Linked DNA regions of Zea mays: regions 1 and 3 are each linked to region 2. Evidence: chromatin contacts called from public Hi-C data. All regions are on one chromosome and are shown on one strand. The core of a region is the stretch at or near the end of the contact, and the rest is flanking DNA. Distances in the headings are between cores, read along the strand shown.

Region 1 (4,658 bases), core at 2,036-4,535, 130 kb after region 2:
TATGAAAATGACTCACAAGTCAGATCCATGGAAAAAATATTATGGAGAATAAATATCACACATATAAATATTACGGAGAATAAATGTCACACATATAAAAAAAATTAAGTTGAAAACTGTCGGGGACCATAATTAGGGGTACCCTCAAGGCTCCTAATTCTCAGCTGGTAACCCCCATCAGCATAAAGCTGCAAAGGCCTGATGGGTGCGATTAAGTCAGGGATCGGTCCATTCGAGGGACACGATCACGCCTCGCCCGAGCCTAGCCTCGGACAAGGGCAGCCGACCCCGGAGGATCTCCGCCTCGCCCGAGGCCCCCCTCCAGCGGCTAACGTATTTCCGGCTCGCCCGAGGCCCTGTCTTCGCCAAGAAGCAACCCTGACCAAATCGCCGCGCCGACAGACCAAATCGCAGGAGCATTTAATGCAAAGGCGGCCTGACGCCTTTATCCTGGCGCGCGCCCTTCAGCCGACATAGCCGAAGTGACCGCCGTCACTTCGCCGCTCCGCTGACCGGCCTGACAGAAAGACAGCGCCGCCTGCGCCGCTCCGACTGCGGTGCCACTTGACAGAGTGAGGCTGACAGGCAGTTAGGCCCGACCGTAGGCACCATAGGAAGCTCCGCTTCGCCCGACCCAGGGCTCGGACTCGGGCTAAGCCCCGGAAGACGGCGAACACCGCTCCGCCCGACCCAGGGCTCGGACTCGGGCTAAGTCCCGGAAGACGGCGAACTCCGCTCCGCCCGACCCAGGGCTCGGACTCGGGCTAAGTCCCGGAAGACGGCGAACTCCGCTCCGCCCGACCAGGGGCTCGGACTCGGGCTAAGTCCCGGAAGACGGTGAACTCCGCTCCGCCCGACCCAGGGCTCGGACTCGGGCTAAGTCCCGGAAGATGGCGAACTCCGCTCCGCCCGACCAGGGGCTCGGACTCGGGCTAAGTCCCGGAAGACGGTGAACTCCGCTCCGCCCGACCCAGGGCTCGGACTTGGGCTCAGTCCCAGAAGACGACGAACTCCGCTCTGCCTGACCCAGGGCTCGGACTTGGGCTCAGCCCCAGAAGACGACGAACTCCGCTTCGCCCGACCCCAGGGCTCGGACTCCGCCCTGGCCTCAGCCGACGGTCTCCGCCTCGCCCGACCCAGGGGCTCGGACTCGACCTCGGCCACGGAAGACAGACTCGACCTCGGCTTCGGAGGAGCTTCCACATCGCCCAACCTAGGGCGCAGACCAGCCACGTCAACAGGAGGCGCCATCATCACCCTACCCCAAGCTGACTCGGGCCACGGGGAATAAGACTGGCGTCCCATCTGGCTCGCTCCGCCAGATAGGCAATGATGGCGCCCCGCATACTCTGTGACGACGGCGGCTCCCAGCCCCCTTACGGAAGCAAGAGGACGTCAGCAAGGACTCAACAGCTCCGACAGCTGTCCCTCCGCCAGGCTCCAGCGCTCCTCCGACGGCCACGACATCACACCAACTGGGTGCCAAAATCTCTCCGGCTGCCACAACGGCATGTACTTAGGGCACTAGCTCTCCTCCGCTAGACACGTAGCACTCTGCTACACCCCCCATTGTACACCTGGATCCTCTCCTTACGCCTATAAAAGGAAGGACCAGGGCCTCTTAGAGAGGGTTGGCCGCACGGGGACGAGGACGAGACAGGCGCTCGCGTGAGGCCGCTCGCTCCCTCTCCCGTGTGGACGCTTGTAACCCCCTACTGCAAGCGCACCCGACCTGGGCGCGGGACGAACACGAAGGCCGCGGGATTTCCACCTCTCTCACGCCCATCTCCGGCCACCTCACTTCCCCCCTTCGCGCTCGGCCTCGCGCGCGACCCATCTGGGCTGGGGCACGCGGCGACATTTCACTCGTCGGCTTAGGGACCCCCCCGGTCTCGAAACGCCGACAAAAACATTATTCAAACAAAAGAAATTGCATGCAAGGCTCTTTTTTAAATACTACTCACTCTATCAAAAAATATAATTCAGGAATCTCGTTGATAATTATTTGCTACTACACATTGTGCAAAAGTGGCAGGTAGGCTTTGGGAGAGATGTAGTAGATATTTTTACTGTAACAAATATGGACATAAACACACATGTGGTGTAGTGGTAGCTACGAGCACATTTGCTTGAGAGGTCGCAAGTTCAAATCCAAATGGGCCCACATTTGTGTTTTTTTAATTTAATTTTAGCTAGGCGTGTGATGCACGTGGGAATGAGAATGAGATTTGCGGGAGGGGGGAGAATGAGAAAGACACTGCGGGAGGGGGTAATTCAATTTTAGCTAGGCGTGTGATGCACGTGGGAATGAGAATGAGATTTGCGGGAGGGGGAAGAATGAGAAAGACAGTGCGGGAGGGGGTAATGGGAATGGTAGAACACTGGCAGAACACGGAATGGGAATAGGAGGGGAGAATGAGAATGACAAAACATGGAATGACAGCCTACCCCTTACCGCCTTAATAAGTAGTAGAGAGTAATATTTTTTACTTTAATTAGTAGATAACAATCAGTACTACAAATATGGTATTACCTTTATTTTTAAACAGTTGATGTGGGGTAGTTCATTGTCTAACTAAAAAGCGTCAAATGAAGAAAAACGGAGAAAGTAGTAAGTCTAATAGCTAAAATAAGGAGCTAGTATAGTGCGGTCCAGTCCACCGAGCACAGCTAGCTAGCAGCCCTCTGACGAGTGCGAAGCTACGCACAGACTGCTCCCGGGCGACGGCTCTAGCTCCCCGTCCGGTTCTCTCCACATTGCGGCGCGGCGGGTGATCGGCGACGGCGACGGAGGCACGGAGCCACACAAAGCAAGCGCGCAGCCTTTCGCAAGTGACAAACATAGCATGTCTGCAGCGCACGTTTATGGTCGACAAGCGTAGGTGCTAGAGCTAGAGCGCAGGAGCGTTGCTACCACCATACAAAGGTCAGGTGGCTGTCAAATGATTCCTCTGCTGTTTGTTTGTCCGCGTTGTGCCGCGTCAGAAATGGACCGCTACGTACCTTTTTCCGCTTTGGCCCGTTGCGTTCAGGCGGGCTCTCCCCGTCCCCGTACGTCCACCTCCGTCTTTCTCCATCCAGCTCGCCGCCATCATCCATATCATATCACCTCACCGCCACACCTCGGCAGGGCAAGTCGTTTGCCACCCAGGCCAACCCTCTGCCGCCGCTACGCCACCGCACGTCCATCCCTCGCCGACACGTCTCGCACGCTGACGGGCCAACCCACTCCACCCCGAGTCCGGGCATAAAAGCAAGCACCCTAACACACACTCTCTACTTCCACCCCGGACCGACAAAGCAGAGCACGCGCTGGCAGCCAAGTGCACACAGACACGTCTCTCTGTTCGTTCTCAGCTTGCTATAGCAACCTCTAGTAGGTAGCCATGGAGATGGTCCTGGACTGGCGCTCGCTGGGCTCCCTGCTGGCGACCGTCGTGGTGTTCCGCACCGCGCTGCGTAACTTCCTGCCGCCGGAGGCCGAGATGCTCCTGCGCCGCTTCCTCGCGTGGGTCGCCGCCGCGTTCCGCCCGCCCAGCGACACCATCCTCATCGACGAGGCGGACGGGCCCACGGGGAGCGCCAACGACCTCTACGAGTCGGCGCAGCTCTACCTCAGCGCGCGCTGCCTCGCCACCGCGCCCGCCGTGCGCCTGCACAAGCCGCGCCAGTCGCCGCGCCCCGTGGCGTCGCTCCCGGACTCGCACACCACCGACGACACCTTCCGCGGGGTCCGCGTCAAGTGGACCTCCACCACGCGCACCGTCGACCGCAGCGGCAGCGGCGGCGGCGGTAACCCGTACAACATATTCGGCCGCGGCGGCGACCAGCGCGGCCTCGAGCTCCAGTTCCCGCGCCAGCACCGGGACCTCGTCCACCACCACTACATCCCGCACCTCATCGACGAGGCCACCCGGATGCGGCTCAAGTCGCGGGAGCGCCGCCTCTACACCAACCGCGCCACGGGGCCCTGCGACGACCACCACCGCCTCTGGACGTCGCACGCCTTCGCGCACCCGTCCACGTTCGACACGCTGGCGCTCGACCCGGCGCTGCGCGACGAGGTCCGCGCCGACCTGCTGCGCTTCGCCGCGCGCCGGGACCACTACGCGCGCGTCGGCCGCGCCTGGAAGCGGGGGTACCTGCTCCACGGCCCGCCCGGCACGGGCAAGACCAGCCTCGTCGCTGCCATCGCCAACCTGCTCGACTTCGACGTCTACGACCTGGAGCTCACCACGGTGCCCACCAACTCCCACCTCCGCCGCCTGCTCGTCTCCACCACGCCCAAGTCCGTCGTCGTCGTCGAGGACATCGACTGCTCCCTCGACCTCTCCGACCGCAACAAGAAGACAAAGAAGGGTGCTGGCGTCGGCGTCGGCATCGGCACCGCCGGCGACGAAGACGCCGCAGCACAGCTCGCCGTCATGTCGGTGTCGCCGGTCGCGGCGGCCGTGATGGGGCGCGAGTCCGTCAGCCTCTCCGGGGTGCTCAACTTCGTCGACGGGCTCTGGTCGTCCTGCGTCGGCGAGCGCCTGATGGTGTTCACGACCAACCACCCGGAGCGGCTCGACCCGGCGCTGCTCCGCCCGGGCCGCATGGACCGCAAGATCGAGCTCGGCTACTGCACGCCGCCCGCGCTGCGTGTGCTCGCCAAGAAC
Region 2 (4,490 bases), core at 513-3,012:
TTTTCTATGTACGCATGGTAGAGTGCCCCACAGGGCGTGGCTTTTCTAGTAGTATTATTAACCGACATGTATTTTTAAGGGGTTGTCAAAGTTTGCAACGTCTAAGTGAATCTTGCCACACTTTTACATATCATTAACAAGTGAGACCTACGCAGCTTGAGGAAAATCTTGTCACAACTGCGGCTACAAACCAAACACATATCTAACTCGGTCAGACCTTAGGATGGTGGCAACACGATTGAGAGTGTGGGCGAGAGAGCGCTCCTATCACCGGGGTCGGGGCGAGAGCGAGCCGGTGGGCGACGCTGCGACCGCCCGACGAGAGTGGGTGATATCGCCTCACTCTCGTCCGTGTTGGAGCGTGCCCTCGAGCAAGGACAGGTGAGAGGCGAGTGATGTGTTGGCAGAGGTGAGACACTTGCGAGAGTGAGGTGGTGGGTTCTGATTGGTCTAGATGGTCACGTCATCATCACGTGTGCAAGCCGTTTTCAACTGTTTGGAGTCCAAAAAACATGAATTTTGTTTTTGCAGTAAGTCACAAATTTTATCCCCAATCCTTGTAGTATGTTGGAGGAAGATGAGGATGGGATTGAGGACTCCGATTAGATGTATATAATTTTTTATTTGTCATGCACTTTTATTTTAATTACTATGCACTCCGTAATTTTTAATTCAATAAAAAATTAGTACGTTGTGTGATTTGTAAGCATCAAAACGAATCTACGTGAATTACTTAATTCTGAAATAGAAAAGCTGATGTGACTATGGGTCACGGATAAGAGTGAAGCAAAGAACTAACGTGGTAGTGGTGAGTATAGATGTTCAAATGGGTGGGACGTGCCGGCCCGAGCACGGTTAGGCCCAACACGGATTGGGATCGTGCCTGCCCGACCCGGATTAGTTAGCGAGCCGTGTCGTGCCGACCCACGGGCCCCAAGCGAGGCCCAGGCACGACCCGCTAGATCAATAATCGTGCCGGACCCGCCCATGACCCGATGGGCCTATCAGGCCAATAACAACATATGACATTTAAATGATAAAAATATCCTAAAAGTATGCATATTTGAGGGTTAAACCATATTTATTAGCTCTAAACATTTATTTACACCCACAACCAACAAAAACAAATGTTTCTTTTGTTTTATACTCTATATTCAAGTATAATATATGTATTTATACAAAAAATAGAAAAAAAAATAAAAACGGGCCGTGTCCGAAATCCGGCACGGGTTTGGCCCGACACGAACCTGGCACGGCCCGGTGATCGGGTCGAACTGGCACAGGCCCGGTTCACTACGTACCGTGCCAGGTTCGGAAAAAAGTTCTTTACATACCGGATGTAAAAGAATCTCTTTTACAGCCCCTCACATATACCAGATGTTGTTCCATATAAATAGAAGAAAAACAAATTACTAAAGAGTTTTTTTGTAAATTTTAATCTGTGTTTGTGGGCCTTCGAGTGGTGGATGTGAGAGGTTGTAAAAGAATTTTCTTCCGTCAGATTCGTGTCGGATCAAACTCGTGCTAGGTTTGGGACCGCCCGATAAGTCCGGCCCGTCTAGACATCTAGAGCGGTGAGAGAGGGATAGTGCACTGTCAGCAGCCTTAAACGTGATAAAAAATAGCCAAACAAGCCAGATCATCACTAGCATATGCAGGTATGCTGGCGCGTATGGGCATCGGAGAAGGCCCATTAAAAGCCCAACTACAACCAAGCGAACGTATAACTACGGCCACCAGTCTTCTCCCACTCCCAGTGCCAGCCGCCTTGCGCTTGCCCTCTCTGCGACGACTGGGTGCGCCGCCGCCGCCGCTGTCCTACGTCAGGTGTCGAAGCCTTCGCCGGCGAAGAGCGCTCACCAGGTATCCCCCCCCCTTATTTTCCCTGTCCTGCTGTGCCAGAGCGAGTTTTCAAGCTATTTGACTATTTGATGCCTGCTCCCAAAGATTATCCATCTACTAGATTCACCCCTGGTGGAGGAGGAGAAGAAGGTAAGCGAAGATGCTACGGCGGAACATACGTCAGCGTCGGGAGTACCTGTACTCCAAGAGCCTCGAGGGCCCCCAGCGGGCGCTGTTCGAGAAGAAGCGCCGGATCCGGGCGGCGCTCGAGGAGGGCAAGCCCATCCCCACCGAGCTCCGCAACGAGGAGCACGACCTGCGGAGGCAGATCGACCTCGAGGACCAGGAGCGTCAAGGTGCGCTGTTGCCGTATCCCCTCCTCCATTTGTTGTAGGGCGTGAGAGGTTTGCATCGTCGTTTGTGTCTGGTTAATGATGTGTTCGCTTACTCTGTTGTTGTGTGGATCGGTGAATGGGTGTGCTGCAGTTCCCAAGAGCATCGTTGACAACGAGTACGCTACTGCCACCATTCGGGAGCCCAAGATACTATTGACCACTTCTCGCAATCCTAGCGCGCCCCTAACTCAGTTTGTTAAGGTATGCTTTTGTTTTTCTGGATGGAAATTTCTAGACGCTTTCCGTGGGTCCAAATGATGCATTGCATTCAGGCTTTCAGCTAAACCGACCTTTCTGGTTCTTTTGCTGTGCCTAGGAGCTCAAGGTTGTCTTCCCAAACTCACAAAGAATGAACCGTGGTGGACAGGTATAAGATGCTCTTTTGTTTATGCCACATATATCAACAGTTCTTGTTGTGAATCCTTTGCAATAAATTAAAACTTAGGTCTATGATGTTTAGGTAGCGAACATATTGCCACGCACAATTCGTGTGCTTTAGTGTATCCTGCACTCTAGTATTTTGTTTCTCTTTGTTATTGTTGTTGTTCACTCTCCCATCTGTATTTTTCGCAGGTCATATCAGAAATTGTGGAGGCCTGCCGCTCACATGATATAACAGATCTTATTCTGGTCCATGAACACCGTGGTCAACCTGATGGTTTGATTGTCTCCCATCTACCACATGGTCCAACTGCATACTTTGGGTTGCTCAATGTGGTAAGTGTGCTTATCGGTTTTTGAAGTATATATATTCTGAGCTGGTGCTGGCCATAAGTGTACAGATTACAGAATGAGTGCAGAGTGCCCACACTTGGTTGTATCCTGAGGCTTTGTTGTTGTGTGCAGGTGACACGTCATGATATCAAGGACAGGAAGACGATGGGCAAAATGTCAGAAGCTTACCCCCATTTAATACTGGACAACTTCTCAACCCAGGTGGACCATACATGCATTGTTTCATATGCACAGTTTTTTTAGTTTGCCCTCGCGCCTTATCTTTGTTGTCATAGCGTCTTGTTCACCATGTGTGCTTGAAAAGTAAGTAAACTGAGTAGTTTGGTTGAAAATGCTGCAGTGTGTGTGTGTCGGGGGGGGGGGGGTGTTTTTTTGTTTATCTTATTCCTTATCAGCTTGGAAGAAGGATGTCAATGCAGCCATTACGAACTGGGGGATCCTGTGATGATTGGTTCTAATCTGAGAACTTTTCAAGAGCTGTTCTCCCTTGTACACATACTAAGTATTAGTTGTACTACCTTTGACTCCACCTTGTTAGGCATACATTACTAGTTTGATGATGACCTTATCTGAATATTCCTCTCAATAATAAGCTGCTGAGCCCTCCCAGTTCTGCAATCTACTGCTTCTGTTACATTTTTCTCTAGGACATTTTCCGCTTCCGCTGCTGTTTCCAAACATGTTCACTGTTTTGTTTTGTTTGCCTTGTCTGTATTGCTCAATGTTTGATTTAACAATAGTTCCAATCCAAAATATTACTGCTGCTCACATTGAACAAAATGTTGAATGTAAACAAGTGTTCAAACTACAGTTTATACTTTTCTTACTACCTTGTGTGGCTGCCATGATGGACTTCTCGTTAACCTGAGACATAGTATGAGGATCGAATCTATCCATTCAAAGACTAACTGAGCAGCGTTGATTCTAAAGATGTAACAAGTTGCAGGTTCTTGCGTTTGTTTGTGACTATTTTCATTCGTTTTTTAGCCTAGCATCCCACCATGTGCATGCCTATTTTACAATGTTGGGAGGCAATGATGCCTTTCTCTTTAACCTGATGCATGTAAGCATGTTTGTTCCACGAAAGACACAAGTCCATTCATAACTCAAGGCAGAGAACCTCCACTCTGAAAAGTTTTCTATGTTTTCCTTCTCTTATTCTTTGGTTGTTTGGTGGCTCTGTTTATTTCTGTTCTAAATTAAATATAGGGTTGCAGTGAATCCTAATAGTTCCACGGAACTCAAGGTTGGGTAGTTTTCTATGTTTTCCTTCTCTCGTTCTTTGGTGGCTCTGTTTATTTCTGTTCTAAATTAAATAGAGTTGCACTGAATCCTAATAGTTCCACAGAACTACTGTGGTAATGCTTGTTAACTTGGGATGTGCTTCCTGTCCATCCTTGTTACAATGGAGGTTACAATGATGTCTTTCTCGTTAACCTGAGACATTTATTGCATGAAAGACACCTAATCCATTCATAATTCAAGACTGAGAACCTCCACTCACTAGTTTTCTGTGCT
Region 3 (4,767 bases), core at 1,460-3,959, 190 kb after region 2:
ATTTGTTTTTATGTAATCGTTGTGCACTAATATTTTGTCGAATATTTTGTTTGCCATTGCAACGCACGGACACTTGACTAGTGCTCTATTTATTCAGCAGTCGCCGCCACATTAGGTTGAGTTTTGTTTATATTATTCTATCATCGAACAGTATCGTCGTCATTGGTTTGTGAGACCTTATGTCGTAATCAACATAGTTTTGGTTGCGTTCTTCCTGTTCTTGCTTGTGTTCTTGATTGTGCTTGCAGGGATAAGCCTTCGTGGTGAGGTCACTCATGTGTTACGGGTGATAACCAACGGTGCAGTGGTGTAGTGATTGTGAGGAGCCGTTTGCTCGGAGGCTTGGATCATCAATGTCGAGATCTTCACCCAATCAAGTTATCGCACCTCACGGAAGAATGAGCCTCGCCCTCTATCACACACACCAAGCATTGGTCCTTGATTTCTCAAAGGAGCTATTTTTGAATTAGTTGGTTATTCTTATTCAGATTACGCCGGTTGTAAAATTGATAGAAAAAGTACATTCGGAAAGTGCCATTTGTTTGGGAGATCATTAGTGTGACTTAACGTGGCTGAAACCAAATTTGTTTGGTTACCCTACCTAATTTTGTTTGTTGTTCAGTGGTTTACCGTACCTAATTTTGTTTGGTGCAGTCAGGTTAGGTCACTCCACAGTCCTGATACGAGACGTCTCCGTTGCCATTCTAATTTGTTTCTCGGATTATATTGGTTCATGATGCAACTTTCCAATAATAGTTAACAACTTTTCACCCGATTCACCAATGTACCATGTGAAAGCTTCCACTCATGGCGTTTTCAATCAAACTGTTTTTTGATAGGTGACAACCTGACAGCGACCTTGATCGTGTACTACACACATGGGCACATGGCGTCACACGTCGCTGGCGGCGCATTCCTGAACGACTTTCTTGCTTCTGAGATCGTCGACGAGCTTCTGTAGCGCGGCGAGGGCACCGTCGCCGTCGCACCCCATGAACACCTCCGCGACATCGGCCGGCGTCAAGTGCACCTCCTCCAGCAACACCTCCGCCTCCCCGACCAGCTCCTCGTACCTCTGGTCACCATTAGCCGGTTCGTGATCGCCGCCGCCGGGAGTGCCGCAGTCTCCGAGGTAGTTCTTGGCGAGCACGCGCAGCGCGGGGCCCTTGCAGTAGCCGAGCTCGATCTTGCGGTCCATCCGGCCGGGCCGCAGCAGCGCCGGGTCGAGGCGGTCGACGTGGTTGGTGGTGAACACGATGAGGCGCTCCCCGACGCAGGACGACCAGAGCCCGTCCACGAAGTTGAGCACGCCGGACAGGCTGATCTTATCCCCGTACATCCCTGGCCCTCCCATCGGTGGGAATCGCGACAAGCTGAGATGGCGCGGCGGCGCAATGTCCCGCTCGGCGTCGTCGGCGGCCTTCGTCCGGTCGAGGAGGCCGAGGGAGCAGTCGATGTCCTCGACGACGATCAGCGACATGGGGCGCGTGCAGGCGAGTAGCCTCCGGAGGTCGGTGTTGGACTGCACCGCGGTGAGCTCCAGGTCGTAGATGTCGAACTCGAGGAAGTTGGCGATGGCCGCGATGAGGCTGGTCTTGCCGGTCCCCGGCGGGCCGTGCAGCAGGTAGCCGCGCTTCCAGGCGCGGCCGGCGCGCGCGTAGTGGTCCCGCCGGCGCACGAAGCGGAGCAGGTCGGAGCGGATGCCGTCGCGGAGCGCCGGGTCGACGGCGAGCGTGTCGAACGTGGACGGGTGCGCGAACGGGTGCGACGACCACAGCATCTCGTGCGCGTCCGGCCCGCCGCAGCCGCCGTAGTTGTTGGTGTAGAGCTTCCGCTCCCGCGTCTTGAGCCGCAGCCTGGCGGCCATGTCGAGGACGTGGGGGATGTATGCGTCGCGCACGACGTCGCGGTGGCGGCGCGGGAACTGGAGGACGAGGCACCGCTGCTGCTGGTGCCCGCCGCCGACCGGGTAGCTGAACCCACGCGACCAGCCTCCTCTCCCGCCCCCGCCGCCGCCGAACCCGGACGGGGAGTAGGCGCCGCTCGACTCCGCGCGCCGCGACGCCCACAGGACGCGGACCCCGCGGAACGTGTCCCGCGCCGTGTGGTCGTCCGGCAGCGACGCCACCACGTCGCCCGCGCCGTGCGCCTTGTGGAGGTGCAGCGCGGGGGCCGACGCGAGGCAGCGCGCGCCGAGGTAGAGCTGCGCCGCGTCGTAGAGCTCGTTGGGCACGCCGTTGGCGTCCGTCTCGTGGACCACGATGGTGTCGGACGGCTGGGCGAAGGCGGCCGCGGCGCACGCCAGGAGCGCCCGCAGCGCGCCGTGCGCCTCCGGCGGGAGCACGTCGCGCACCGCCGTGCGCACCACCACGGCCGTGGCCACGAGCGAGCCCAGGGAGCTCCAGCTCAGAGCCACCGTCCTCATGTGCCGCCGCTCGCGAAGGTCCTTTCCTCTGGCAGTGACGTGTGAATGTACCAATAATTAATGGTGTATGTTTTGTGAATGCGATTTGTCCCCTTGCAGTCGCTTATGAACTATGATATGATTTGAACCGTCCGTGTCATTTCGTGAGAATATATAGCTTCTCGGAACCGACTTGCCAATGGCTCGGCGTTATGAATTGGTACCAGTAATAAAACTGAACTGTGCTCGAGTTTCCCGATCAAAAACCGATGCGCCGACCGCCGAGTGATGAGTTTGACTTTGGCGAACATTTGCCCGCTGTTCGGATGAACCGAGCAAAATACGATCCCATCCCCCGCGCTTAAAAAATATATCGGAACGTGATTGGTAGTAGTTGTTAGTGCGTGGAGCATGGATAAGACCAGTCATTTGTACCTATCGAAAGGGAAGGGTCCCAATTGCAAAAGGAATCAAGCATCAAGCTAGCACGCGCCAAAAAACACGAGCAGCTACAGGTTCAAGCCTTGAACCGTGATGGCCAAGCAACTGGTGCGCCTACTCTATTATACAAGTACTAGCAAGTGGGCCACGAATATTTTTAGCATTACAGTATACTATCCCGTCAAAAAAAAAAGAAAGAAAGATATAGTATGGTTGGATATAATATGCTTCATGTGAACTAAACAATCGTGATTGTTAATTGAAATGACGGTTCAACAAAACAAAGTGCGTTTTAAGTATTACCTCTACCCGAACACAAAAAAACTTCTATATGCATTTCCATCAAATATATATATATTTCTATGTGCAATTCTTGGTTAACATGCCTAAAATATAGATCACAATAGTCATGCTTATGACACCAAATAAAAATGGTGTGCAAATATTGGTAAAATTGTTGTACAATCAAGCTTTTCGTGCGTTTAAACTACCAGAGATTATGAAAAAAATCTGAAAACATTTACATATGTACTTCATTGTGCAGATTTGCATGGAAAACAAGAGCAAATTGAAATTCTATGTTAGAGAAGACCCTTGTTGACTTGTTACATGAACACAATACACCTGAATATGAGGGTAACAATGGTTGGACACCTAATGCATGGAACAAGATTGCCTAGGAATTTCAAGAGAGAGAAAGATATGCGGGTTTCTCAAAAGTTCAAATCCAAGAAAAGGAAAAAAGAGTCAAAGAGAGATTACAAGATGTTGGAAGATGCAAGGAAACAATGCGGAGTTTCTTGGGATGAGAGGTGTATGATTCAACCTGATCCACAGATATGGGACAACATAATCAAAGTAAGTTTATTTCACCAATGGTCGTTACATTTCATAGTAGTGTATATGACTATAAAAATAGTACCGATATGGATTATCACCTTCCCTGTGTATTTATCAGACTCCTTGGGAGTTTTCAACTAGCACCATTTGACCCTTGGCATTAGCGCGTTGATGTTCTCTTAGGTGTTGCTTGTTGTAAACACGGTTGTTGCTCATGATATTCATTGCAGGAGCTTCCAGGCTTAAAAAGACATATTTCTTTTATGTGATCTCCAATCTACAGGCATTCTGTTCTGGCAATTAGGCTAGTGGGTGGTGAACAAGCCCGACGAGCCATTTCAGTTATTTGACTTGCAATAAATATACATATTTATGTTATTTGACTTGCAATAAGTGTACATTTTTATTTTTAAGTAAATAAGTTGTTTGGATGAGAAACTTACATAATTGCCAGTTTTATACATATAAAAAGATGGCACCAATCTTCCGCTTTATCTTTTATTTTTTTACTTTATTGTGCAGTCATTTTTAAAGGCTATGAAATTGCGCTATAATTTTTCCCTCTGTTTGAACCTTTGTGAGAGCTACTTGATGGTTCGTTTTACCATGTCATATCCCTTTTACTAATATCTATTCTTATTCACCATTGTCGTACCCTAAAACTAGGGTACCCCTTACTGCTGTATAAACGCAGTACCCACGCGGCTATTTTTAGTCGCGTGGTAAAAGAGCTGTATGTGGGACCAGGCCATGACTCGCCCCATACTCGGGCGACTACTCTAGGCCAACAACAGCACCTGACCCCACTACATGGGCGGGTCCGGTACCGCCACGTGTCCAGAGAAAGCGGCATATTCTGAGGCATCACCAGTGAGTCCGGACCCCATGGAAAAGTGTCGGACCCCTGTATATACGGTCCGGGCCTCCAAGTTTGGTCCAGGACCTCCACGTGTGCGAACCGGACCCCTGGAATGGATCCGAACCTCCCTGTATAGGGTCCGAGCCGCCCACAGTGGGGTCCCAGGGTCCCAGGACAGAACATACCCGGGCCCCCAGGCGGGGGTCCGGTGCCGACACGTGTC

Evidence for each region. Hi-C and Micro-C count contacts between places; a contact is called where the count stands out from the background.
Region 1: a contact with region 2 is called in a Hi-C map of tassel, with 2.9 times the contacts expected there. The contact joins the promoter of LOC100283346 here to the promoter of LOC100216667 in region 2. A contact is called at or near these places in 7 of 25 Hi-C or Micro-C datasets (bundle sheath, ear, leaf and 1 more).
Region 3: a Hi-C map of tassel shows a contact between it and region 2, with 5 times the contacts expected there. The contact joins the promoter of LOC103626381 here to the promoter of LOC100216667 in region 2. A contact is called at or near these places in 5 of 25 Hi-C or Micro-C datasets (ear, endosperm, leaf and 1 more).

What each region holds. Positions count from the first base shown.
Region 1 is chr5:56,376,385-56,381,042 of Zm-B73-REFERENCE-NAM-5.0, reverse strand. It overlaps LOC100283346 (cell Division Protein AAA ATPase family), which reads left to right and starts at 3,285. Exons shown (of 1, transcript NM_001156247.2): 1 at 3,285-4,658. The coding sequence starts at 3,387.
Region 2 is chr5:56,503,363-56,507,852 of Zm-B73-REFERENCE-NAM-5.0, reverse strand. LOC100216667 reads left to right here and starts at 1,762. Exons shown (of 9, transcript NM_001143076.2): 1 at 1,762-1,863; 2 at 1,948-2,198; 3 at 2,329-2,438; 4 at 2,554-2,604; 5 at 2,811-2,954; 6 at 3,084-3,173. The coding sequence starts at 2,003.
Region 3 is chr5:56,312,153-56,316,919 of Zm-B73-REFERENCE-NAM-5.0, reverse strand. LOC103626381 (AAA-ATPase At3g28580) reads right to left here and starts at 2,709. Exons shown (of 1, transcript XM_008646782.4): 1 at 697-2,709. The coding sequence starts at 2,425. The coding sequence ends at 893.